Regions from separate parts of the Sus scrofa genome. Here regions 1 and 2 are each linked to region 3. The links are chromatin contacts, called in public Hi-C maps. All regions are on one chromosome and are shown on one strand. The core of a region is the stretch at or near the end of the contact, and the rest is flanking DNA. Distances in the headings are between cores, read along the strand shown. Region 1 holds the start of R3HDM4 (R3H domain-containing protein 4). Region 2 holds the start of GRIN3B (glutamate receptor ionotropic, NMDA 3B). Region 3 holds the start of STK11 (serine/threonine-protein kinase STK11).

Region 1 (2,984 bases), core at 303-2,802, 230 kb before region 3:
GTCTACAGGGTGGCAGTGGCCAACATCCACGGGGGTGGGGGGGGGAACAGGCCCACCTGTGGGACAGCTGTGAGGACAGGTTTGAGGAGAACAGGTTCTTTCATCCTCTCAGGGATGCTCCCCACGGGTTTGACACCCACTCCTCTGGGCAAAAATACACCTGCTCTGCCACCGGCCCCTCCCCCAGGAACAGGCCAGAGAGGAACCAATTTCCTGGTACAGGAAATCAAGGAGGGCTCAGAGCGGAGGTGACTCAGGCTGGGGTGGGGCCGACTCAGGGGGCAGAGGCCACCTCCCCTCCCAGGACATGGAAGTGAGGAGACCTGGGGGCAGGTCAGAGGGACCCACTTGGTAGGTAAATACCCACTTTGGGTGGTTAAGCCGCCTCAAAAGGGGTAAATACCCACATCTGTGGAGCCCGGTAGGGCCTCTGCCTAAAAATCCAGGTGGAGATAATAACAAAAAAGTAATAACAAGTGTAATAATAAAGCAATAATAAAATAGTAAAATGACAGTCTTCTTAAATAGTAATAAAAGATCCCAAACAGTAAGATATTTAAGATAATTATTAAGGAATGGATGCTCCCCTTTGCTGGGCACCTCCAAGTGCACGGTCACTGACCCCAGCCACTCTGGCAGGAGCACTATTATTTCATTTTGCAGATGGGGAAACTGAGGGATGGAAGGGGTAATAACCCACCCAGGCCACTTGGACAGGCACACTGGAGGAGGCTGAACTGGAACCCAAGCAGTCAGGGTGGCCCACCCAGGTATCCACATAAATACCCAGGTTAGAAAGAAATCAGTGACGACGGGGGACATAACCATACGGGGACGACCCACCTTCCTGTCTGCCTCCCGCGACAGACGCGACGGGGCTGTTAAGTCCCTCTTTAACTGGGATATCTATCTGGAGAAAAACAAAGGGCCTGTCCACCAGGAGATGGGGGGCTGACAATCCCGAGGGGTACACAGGACTGGCTGGGAGGTGAATAAACACCTGGCTTGGAGACAGCAACAGCGGCAAGTGGCTAAATACCCAGAACAACACCAGCACGGTTTCCGGGTACACCGCGCGCAACGGCACCACCTCACCCGAGCTCGCAACCCAGCGCCCGGGACCCTCGAAGCCCGGAGGCTGCAGCACCCGGGGGTCTTTAAGGGAGACATGGATGTGTCTCCCTGCGTCCCGGCAAATGCCCGGCGTGACGGGGATGGGGCTCCCTCGGTAAACGGCACTAACAATAAAGCCCCCCCCGCGCCGCTCCCCTCTGCGTGGGGGAGCCCCAAGGAGAAGGGGCGGGGCGGGCCCGGGGCTGCCGCCGGGGAGGGGGACAAGAGAGGGGGCCCCGGAGCCTGGGAGCGCGCCCCGCCCGCCTGCCCGCCGCACTCACAGCGTCCGCCGCCCGCCGGGGGAGACCCCCGCCGCCGCCGCCGCCACCTCCGGGCCGCCCTCCGGGTTCTCCAACGCTACCATAGCTCGGACACCCCGGTGCCTGCCGCCGCCCGACAGGGCCTTCACGGGGCCGGGCAGGAAGTGACGGGCACCCGGGGGCGGGCCGGGGCGGAGCCTGGAGGCTGGACGCGCCGGGCGGGGAGGGTGGCCAGGTCCCTGCCAGACCGGGGCTGCGGGCAGAGTACGTCCAGCGCCGGGCACCGACGAGGACCCTAAGACGGGGCTCAGGGACCGTAGCCATGTCCCGGCCGGACCCGAGCTGCTGGGGATGGGAGGAGCGGGGGAAGGACACCCAACCCCGGGGGACGGGGACCAGTACCACATCCCCGCCAAACCCGGGCTGCGGGGGTGAAGGGAAGACACGCAGACCCGGGAACGGTCGGGGACACTGAGATAGAAGGCCGCGGCTGTCCCTGCGCCCAGGCGGGGATGTGAGCGGGGCACCCAGCCCTGGGAGGACAGATAGGGAAAGTCAGGCCCGGGTAAAGAGGAGGGAAGGGGATGTCTTTTTCCGAGGCAGATGAAATGACCCATGCTACTACCCCCACCCAGCACAAACAGGGCTTTCCTTCCACCAGCCCCTCTCAGTCCTCCCTAAGAGTGCACCCTGGAGCCTGGCTGAGAGCCGTTTACTCATCTGTAAATATAGAAGAAAGCGAGCCCCACCCCCTTTTGCCTTTTAGTTTAGTTTTTTTTTGTTGTTGTTGTTGTTGTTGTTGCTATTTCTTGGGCCGCTCCCGCGGCATATGGAGGTTCCCAGGCTAGGGGTTGAATCGGAGCTGTAGCCACCGGCCTACGCCAGAGCCATAGCAACGCGGGATCCGAGCCGCGTCTGCAACCTACGCCACAGCTCACGGCTCACGGCAACGCCGGATCGTTAACCCACTGAGCAAGGGCAGGGACCGAACCCGAAACCTCATGGTTCCTAGTCGGATTCCTTAACCACTGCGCCACGACGGGAACTCCTAGTTTTTTCATTTAGCAAATGCCCACCTTCTTTGGGGAGGGAGGCAGGGCTCTCCCCTTCCAGCAGTGATCAAACAGACCCCCACCCTCCGCAGTAGGCTACGGAAGAGGAGACTTTTGGAAAGAGGCCTGGCAGGTTGCAAAAGTAGGAAGGGTGTGCCAGGTAGAGAGAACTGTCAGTGCAGAGGTCCTGGGGCATCCACAATGGCCAGAGCAGGGGGATGGTAGAGACTGGGGGTTTCCGGGGAGGGCAGATCAGTGAGACTGGTAGCCCTTTGATGACAGATTTGGTTTTTGATGAAAGGGCAATGGGGAGCCAGGGGAGGGTTTAGAACAGAGAATTAAACCTGTTGGAGAATCTAGAATCCACCCTTCCTTCCACAAGGAAAGTAAGGAACCAGGACCATGTTAAGGGACAACACTGGGATACAACCCGCTAGATCTAGCCTGGTGGAAATTGTACAGGACAAACAACCTGATTGCTTTAACAAATACAGAGGAAGGGGAGGGGGAAAAAAAGGAGAAACTATTTCAAGACCCAAGAGAGCACATACTGGGTGAC
Region 2 (3,178 bases), core at 201-2,700, 160 kb before region 3:
GCCCCTCCCTGTCCTGGGGTTGCTGGTCAGGTGGCTGGACGAGGTGGCCTTGTCAGCTGGAAGCCAGCCACCCAGCCTGCATTAGTCATCCCAAAATTCAATCTATGCTGCTGGCTGGCACTTGGCATTTTTATTCGACTAATGGAGTGTTTTTCCTTCCTCTCTGATACTGGGTCCAAAGGAGATGCTTGGTTGTGTGTGAAAAAAAGCCAACCTTGAGTGTAGACTCACTAGTTAGAGCTGGAATGTTCTGAGCAGAGCTGCTGCCCTGCGCCCTGAGGCATCCTGGGAGAAGCCTGGCTTTCTCTGCTCCCTGAACTGGGATGAGAGAATTCCATGCAGGGAGCTGCTGCTGGGTCCTTACTTGGCCAGTGTTTATTGAGCACCTGCAGCATGCCAGGGCCACAGGAAAGGTTATTTCTGGGGGTAGGTGGGGAGGAGCAGAGAACAGAGGAGACAGCTGGGGAACTGGCAGATGTCATGGAGCTACAGAAGGTTCTGGAGCAGTGGAGGGTGATATAACCGAATGTCCTTGTCTGAACAGTTGCTCAAGCAATAAGCAATTATAGAGCACCTACGGTGTGCAAGCACTCAGAGCAGTTGCCAAGCCGGACCCCCGCGCCTGCCCCCGTCTCCCAGGGTTAGCCACTAAATAATGTAAATAAAGGAACAAAAAAAGGTGAGAGTGTGCTTTCGAGTTAATGTAGGCAGAGGGATGTTCTGCATCCTTCTGGGTGACAAACTGGGGATGTTTTTCAAGCAAGGCCATTTGGGCACTGAGTCTTGAAGGGTAAAGGGGAGTTCTCTGGTTCAAGTTGCTGCCCACAGCTGGAAGGTGGGAGAGCTGCCCTATTGGTCCCCATCAGACAAGTCAGTTTCGCCAGGGTGCCCAGGATGTTAGAACACACTCAGGTGTGTGGGTCTGGGTGGACTGGTTCTTGGAATTAGGAGTAGGAGGACCTACTGTGTGATTATGGAGACAAATTGACCTCTTCTGGCCCTTAGTTTCTCTCATTGAACAATGGGAAATGTTCCCAGGCTGGAAGGGGGAATGAAGAATCTGGGAGTGGGACAGGGGTGAGTATGGGGAACCTATTTTGAAGCAAACCTCGGTTTCACCATCTGTAGAATGAGAATAACCCCTCCACAGAGCCAGGAAGAGCGGTGGTTAGATCTCACCCAACCCCACTGATGTGCACCTCCACCCCGCCCGCCTTGAGTGGCTATCTGAGCCTCAGTTTCCCGCCCTGGCTAGTGGTTCCCACTCCTCCCTCGCCGGTTGCTTAGCGGTGGGGGACCGGGAGGGCCGAGGGCGGGCGCAGGTGGGCGGACTCAGGCAGCGAGGGAGGCGCCTGCATGCGGGGGTGGCGCGGCTGGGGCTGGCCAGGACCCCGCCTCCCGCGGTACCACCCGCGGCTCCGCCCCGCGGCGCCCGCCGGCAACTTCGGGATGGAGTTTGTGCGGGCGCTGTGGCTCGGCCTGGCGCTGGCGCTGGGGCCGGGGCCCGCTGCGGGCCACCCGCAGCCGTGCGGCGTCCTGACGCGCCTGGGGGGCTCGATGCGCCTGGGCGCCCTTCTGCCCCGCGCGCCCGCCGCCCGGGCCCGCGTCCGCGCCGCCCTAGCCCGGGCCGCCCTGGAGCCGGGGCTGCCGCACAACCTGAGCCTGGAGCTGGTGGCTGCCGCGCCCCTCGCCCGCGACCCCGCCTCGCTGGCCCGCGGTCTGTGCCAGGCGCTGGCGGCACCGGGAGTGGCGGCCGTGCTCGCCTTCCCCGAGGCGCGGCCCGAGCTGCTGCAGCTGCACTTCCTGGCGGCCGCCACCGAGACCCCCGTGCTCAGCGTGCTACGGCGGGAGGCACGCGCGCCCCTCGGCGCCCCGGTACGCGCGGACGCCGCGGTTAGGATGCGCGTGGACCCGGGGTCCGGATAGCAGAGTCCTTGGGATGCACGAGACTCAGACTTTTGGACCTTCTGGACCGTAGATGCGGGAGCCCCCAGGGACACCTAGGAGTCCGGGTGACAGGAGCCCCGGGATGGCCCTCGGGCTCGTGGGAAGAACCGCTTCATCTCGGATGTCCCCGGAGCTCAGGGACGCGGAAAGAGAGGCGGGAGCCCAGGGGCCCAGAGACCTAGAGCCATGGGCCTGCGGTTCGGGAACCCCGCGAGCCGCCTCTATACCCCAGATGGCAGATCCCACAGGACGCTTCCCTGGCCTTGGCAGCGGACTCCCCCTCGAAGCGCGGCCCCCTTCCTGGCTCCGAGGACGCCTCCCAATTCCCAGATTCCTACCGTGTAGGGCCGTGGGGCCAGGATGAGGAAGCAGGTCTACCTGCTTGCTCTCTAGGGGCTGTGGCTTCACACCTTTCTCCTTCCAGAATCCTCACAGAGGCCCTCAAGGCCAAGGCCACCCCCAACCCGCAGCCTCCCTAATGGCTTTCTCAGGTCCCCAGGGGACACCCTGATACTCCAAACCCCTCCCTCCTCCACCCACTTCTAGTTCTTGGAGTTTATTCTCTCTTCTTAATTTCACCCCCATCCCCTCAGGCTCGGATTTAGGTCCGAATAACTCGAGGAGAGAAGAGTGGCAGAGCTCTGGGGAGACCCTGTTGTGTCTCAGGGAAAGACCACCCCTATTCTCAGGGCCAGCAGGGAAAGGCCTGCCACCAGGACATGAGGGCTAGTGTGTGTGGGGGGTGTCTCACTGCCTCCACACCGAGCTTGAAGCCCCTCCAGGCCTTCCTTCTCGAGACCAGGGAGACCCTGATCCTAGAGGAAGCCCTGGCTCTCCTTAACCTCCACTATCCCTGCCCCCATCCCACGGGAGAGACGCAGGACCCAAATCCAGGCCTGTAGCGCCCTCTGCAGCCGGATCCGGGAACTGCACCCCTGAAGTAGGAACCGTCAGGATACCGAATTGACTCTGCTGCCACTGGTCTGAGCAGCAGCCCCCTAGTCTGTTCCCAGGCACTCAGCATCCTGTCCCATCCAGACAACACCCTAGGTTCCTGAGATGTCTGGCAAAGCTCTCTCATCCTTCCCACACTCAAAGCAAATTCAGAGGAGCTTTCTGAGTGCCCCTGGGCGCAAAGGGAGCCCATAAGTCCCTGGCTTGCTTGGGGCATCTGAATAGAGGAGGGATAGTGGAGCTGGGTTTTGAAGGATGTGTAGAAGTTGGCTGATAG
Region 3 (2,860 bases), core at 110-2,609:
ATGTGGCAAGCAAAGCTGCTGACAGGCACGTAGCTGCCTTTTCAGCCAGGGGCGGCGGGGGCGGGGGGGGGGGGAGGTTGTTTCTCTAGTTCTTACTTCAATATTGGCCATCTTTTTTTATTGACCAATTTGGCTACAGTTTAATTAAGTTTCTGGATCTTTTCAAAGACAGTCTTTTGGCTTCACTGACTTTCCTTAGTCTTCCCACTCCCACCCCAAATCTGCGGCACGTGAAAGTTCCCAGGCCAGGGACTGAACCCTGGCCACAGCAAAGACAACACGGGATCCTTAACCCGCTTAGCCACTGGGGAACTCCTGGTTTTCATTACCCTTTTTCCGTTGTATTTCATTGGTTTCTGGTTTATGATTTAGGAATTTGGGGCTAACTCCCATGTTCTGATTAGGGCTGGCTGGTACACTGGTGTGACCTGGGACTCCTATCCCTCAAAGCCATAGCAATCCCCCTTCTCTGGGTATTTGAGAATCCGATGAGACACATGGATGTCCCCAAGAACGTGTATACTGGTGAGCTCCATTTCACACATAGTCTTAGGGAGTGCACAGGTGTTGGGTCAAGAACTCCCAGCCTGGAACCCAAATCTGATGGTGTCAAGTCCCAAGGTTTCACAAGCAGTTTGCCCCAGCAAAATAAGAACGTAGTGATACAAACAAACAAAAAGCAAAACAGGTTAAAAAACACAGGCCTGGAAGTATTTTCCACCTCATCAAGCCATATTTTGCCAACTCTGTTTTTCACCCAAAGCACTTTGCTGGCACCATCCCAGCTGGGTTCTGAGTTTTAGCCCATGAATTCCTTTGGGGCAGAAATCATCCAGAGCCCTTCTCAACCCATCTGGCCTGAGATACTTAATAAAGGCTTTTTGCCTCGAATTGTACACTTTGGCTACTTTTTGACCCTTGACCTCGCCTCAAACGGGGTTTCGGTTGAGGAGCCCAGGCAGGGGCACCAGAGTCCCCGAGCCCGGCCCCCGCCCAGGAGCACTGCACTCGCCCGGTCCCATGGAAGACTTTAGAACTCCAGACCTCCGACCTCGGCTCCCAACCCCTCCCAGGTCAACGCCCGGGTTTCGCTTCCCGGCTCCTGCTTTCCGCCCCCTCGCCGTGACGGGCGTTTCCTCAGGCCAATGAACAAACGGTATCCACCCCTGGGGCGGGGCCCAGCGGGAACCAATCCCCGCTCGGGCGCCCGCCCGGATCCAAACGGCCCAATAGGAGCGGCGGCGGGGCGCGCCTCGGGGGTCGAGGCCAGGCGGCTCGGCCAACGGACGTGCACGTCGGCGCCGCGAGGGGCGGGTCCGCGACGGGCGTGCGGCGGCACGGCGGCGCAGGGAGGGGGAGGAGATAAACAAGATGGCGGCGGCGTGTAGGGCGCGGAAGGGGGAGGCGGCCCGGGGCGCCCTCGAGTGAGGCGGGGCGCGGCGGCAGCGGCGGCGGGCGCCAGCCGGCAGCGCGGCCGCCTTGCATGGGCTGGGCCCCCGCGCCGCCCCGCCTGCTCCACGCGCGCGGCGGCCGCGGCGGGGGACGGGCCACCCGGACCCCGGCGGCCTCAGGAACCCCGGCCCGGCGCCTGCGGCCTGCGCCGCCTCAGCCGCCCGGAGCTCCACGCGCCCCGCGTTCCGCGGCCGACGGAGTTCCGGCGCAGACCGAGCGCGGGCTGCCGTTTGGGGCGCGGCGCCCTCCGGGCCCGCGCGGCCGCTCGGGGTCCCAGGCCGGTGTGCGGACGCCCGGGCGGCGGCCGACTCCGACGGGGGTCGCTCCCTGCGGCCGGCGGGCCCCGGGCAGTCCCGGCGCTGGAGGGAGCCAGCGGGGCCAAACAGAGGTTCCCCGTGCGCTCCGGACACGCACCTGCCGGCGTCTCGGGCGCCCCGGCCGGCGGGGCCGGCGGGAGCCGCCCCCGAGCAGCGCGCCGGATCCCCAGCGAAGCTCGCCTGCCCGGCTCTGGGGGCCCCGGGGCCGGCCTGCGCGGGGCCCCGGGCGCGCGCCATGGCTCGCTAGTAATGGACGGCGCGGAGAAGACTCGACCCGGCCGCGTCCGTGTTCGTTCGAGGGTCTAAAGTCCCTGGAGGATGACCTAGCACTTCCCGGCCCCACCGGCCTCCCGAGGGCCCCCGTGGACGCGCCGGCCCGCCTCAAAACTGTGAGGCCGGGCGGCCGCAAAACTTGGGACGCTGCACACACCCGGGTGTCCGGGCTTTGGACCAGGCGCGCCTTTTGAACTCACGTTCAGTACAATCGTTTCTTTTCCAAGAAGGGTTTTCTTTTTCTTTCTTTCTTTCTTTCTTTTTTTTCTTTTTGCGATTTTGTGACTTTTATTTTTGGAGAAGGGAATCTTGGGGAGGGGGGACAAAAGGAAGAACCGCTCACCAGGAAGTACACAAAGGGGATTAGAGATCGCCTGCGGGAGTCGGAGCCCTAGGGTCCAGGATGGATGTGGCGGACCCGCAGCAGCTGGGCATGTTTACAGAGGGCGAGCTGATGTCGGTGGGGATGGACACGTTCATCCATCGCATCGACTCTACTGAGGTCATCTACCAGCCCCGCCGCAAGCGGGCCAAGCTCATCGGCAAGTACCTGATGGGGGACCTGCTGGGGGAGGGGTCGTATGGCAAAGTGAAGGAGGTGCTGGACTCAGAAACGCTGTGCAGGAGAGCTGTCAAAATCCTCAAGAAGAAGAAGTTGCGAAGGATCCCCAACGGGGAGGCCAATGTGAAGAAGTAAGTGCCGACTTCCTGGGTTGGGGTGAGGTCTCCTTCCTTCTTTCAATCCTTCCTTCCTCCCTCCCTTCTTTTCTCCGTTTCTACCTTCCATACTCCCTTTCCTTAAGAACCTGAGCTGAACC

What was found. A called contact is a pair of places that touch in the nucleus more often than the background predicts.
Region 1: a contact with region 3 is called in a Hi-C map of liver, with 2.4 times the contacts expected there. The contact joins the promoter of R3HDM4 here to the promoter of STK11 in region 3. A contact is called at or near these places in 3 of 47 Hi-C or Micro-C datasets (liver and mesenteric adipose tissue) and 2 of 2 datasets of contacts at active chromatin or transcription factors (alveolar macrophages and skeletal muscle).
Region 2: a contact with region 3 is called in a Hi-C map of omental adipose tissue, with 2.8 times the contacts expected there. The contact joins the promoter of GRIN3B here to the promoter of STK11 in region 3. A contact is called at or near these places in 2 of 5 promoter capture datasets (fetal skeletal muscle and liver), 14 of 47 Hi-C or Micro-C datasets (embryonic fibroblasts, fetal heart ventricle, fetal liver and 9 more) and 2 of 2 datasets of contacts at active chromatin or transcription factors (alveolar macrophages and skeletal muscle).

What each region holds. Positions count from the first base shown.
Region 1 is chr2:77,477,827-77,480,810 of Sscrofa11.1, reverse strand. It overlaps R3HDM4 (R3H domain-containing protein 4), which reads right to left and starts at 1,552. Exons shown (of 8, transcript XM_003122984.3): 1 at 1,395-1,552. The coding sequence starts at 1,477. It overlaps KISS1R (KISS1 receptor), which reads left to right and starts at 1,607. Exons shown (of 6, transcript NM_001044624.2): 1 at 1,607-1,637.
Region 2 is chr2:77,410,150-77,413,327 of Sscrofa11.1, reverse strand. GRIN3B (glutamate receptor ionotropic, NMDA 3B) reads left to right here and starts at 1,450. Exons shown (of 9, transcript XM_003353966.4): 1 at 1,450-1,875. The coding sequence starts at 1,450.
Region 3 is chr2:77,247,821-77,250,680 of Sscrofa11.1, reverse strand. It overlaps STK11 (serine/threonine-protein kinase STK11), which reads left to right and starts at 1,359. Exons shown (of 10, transcript XM_021084263.1): 1 at 1,359-2,735. The coding sequence starts at 2,446.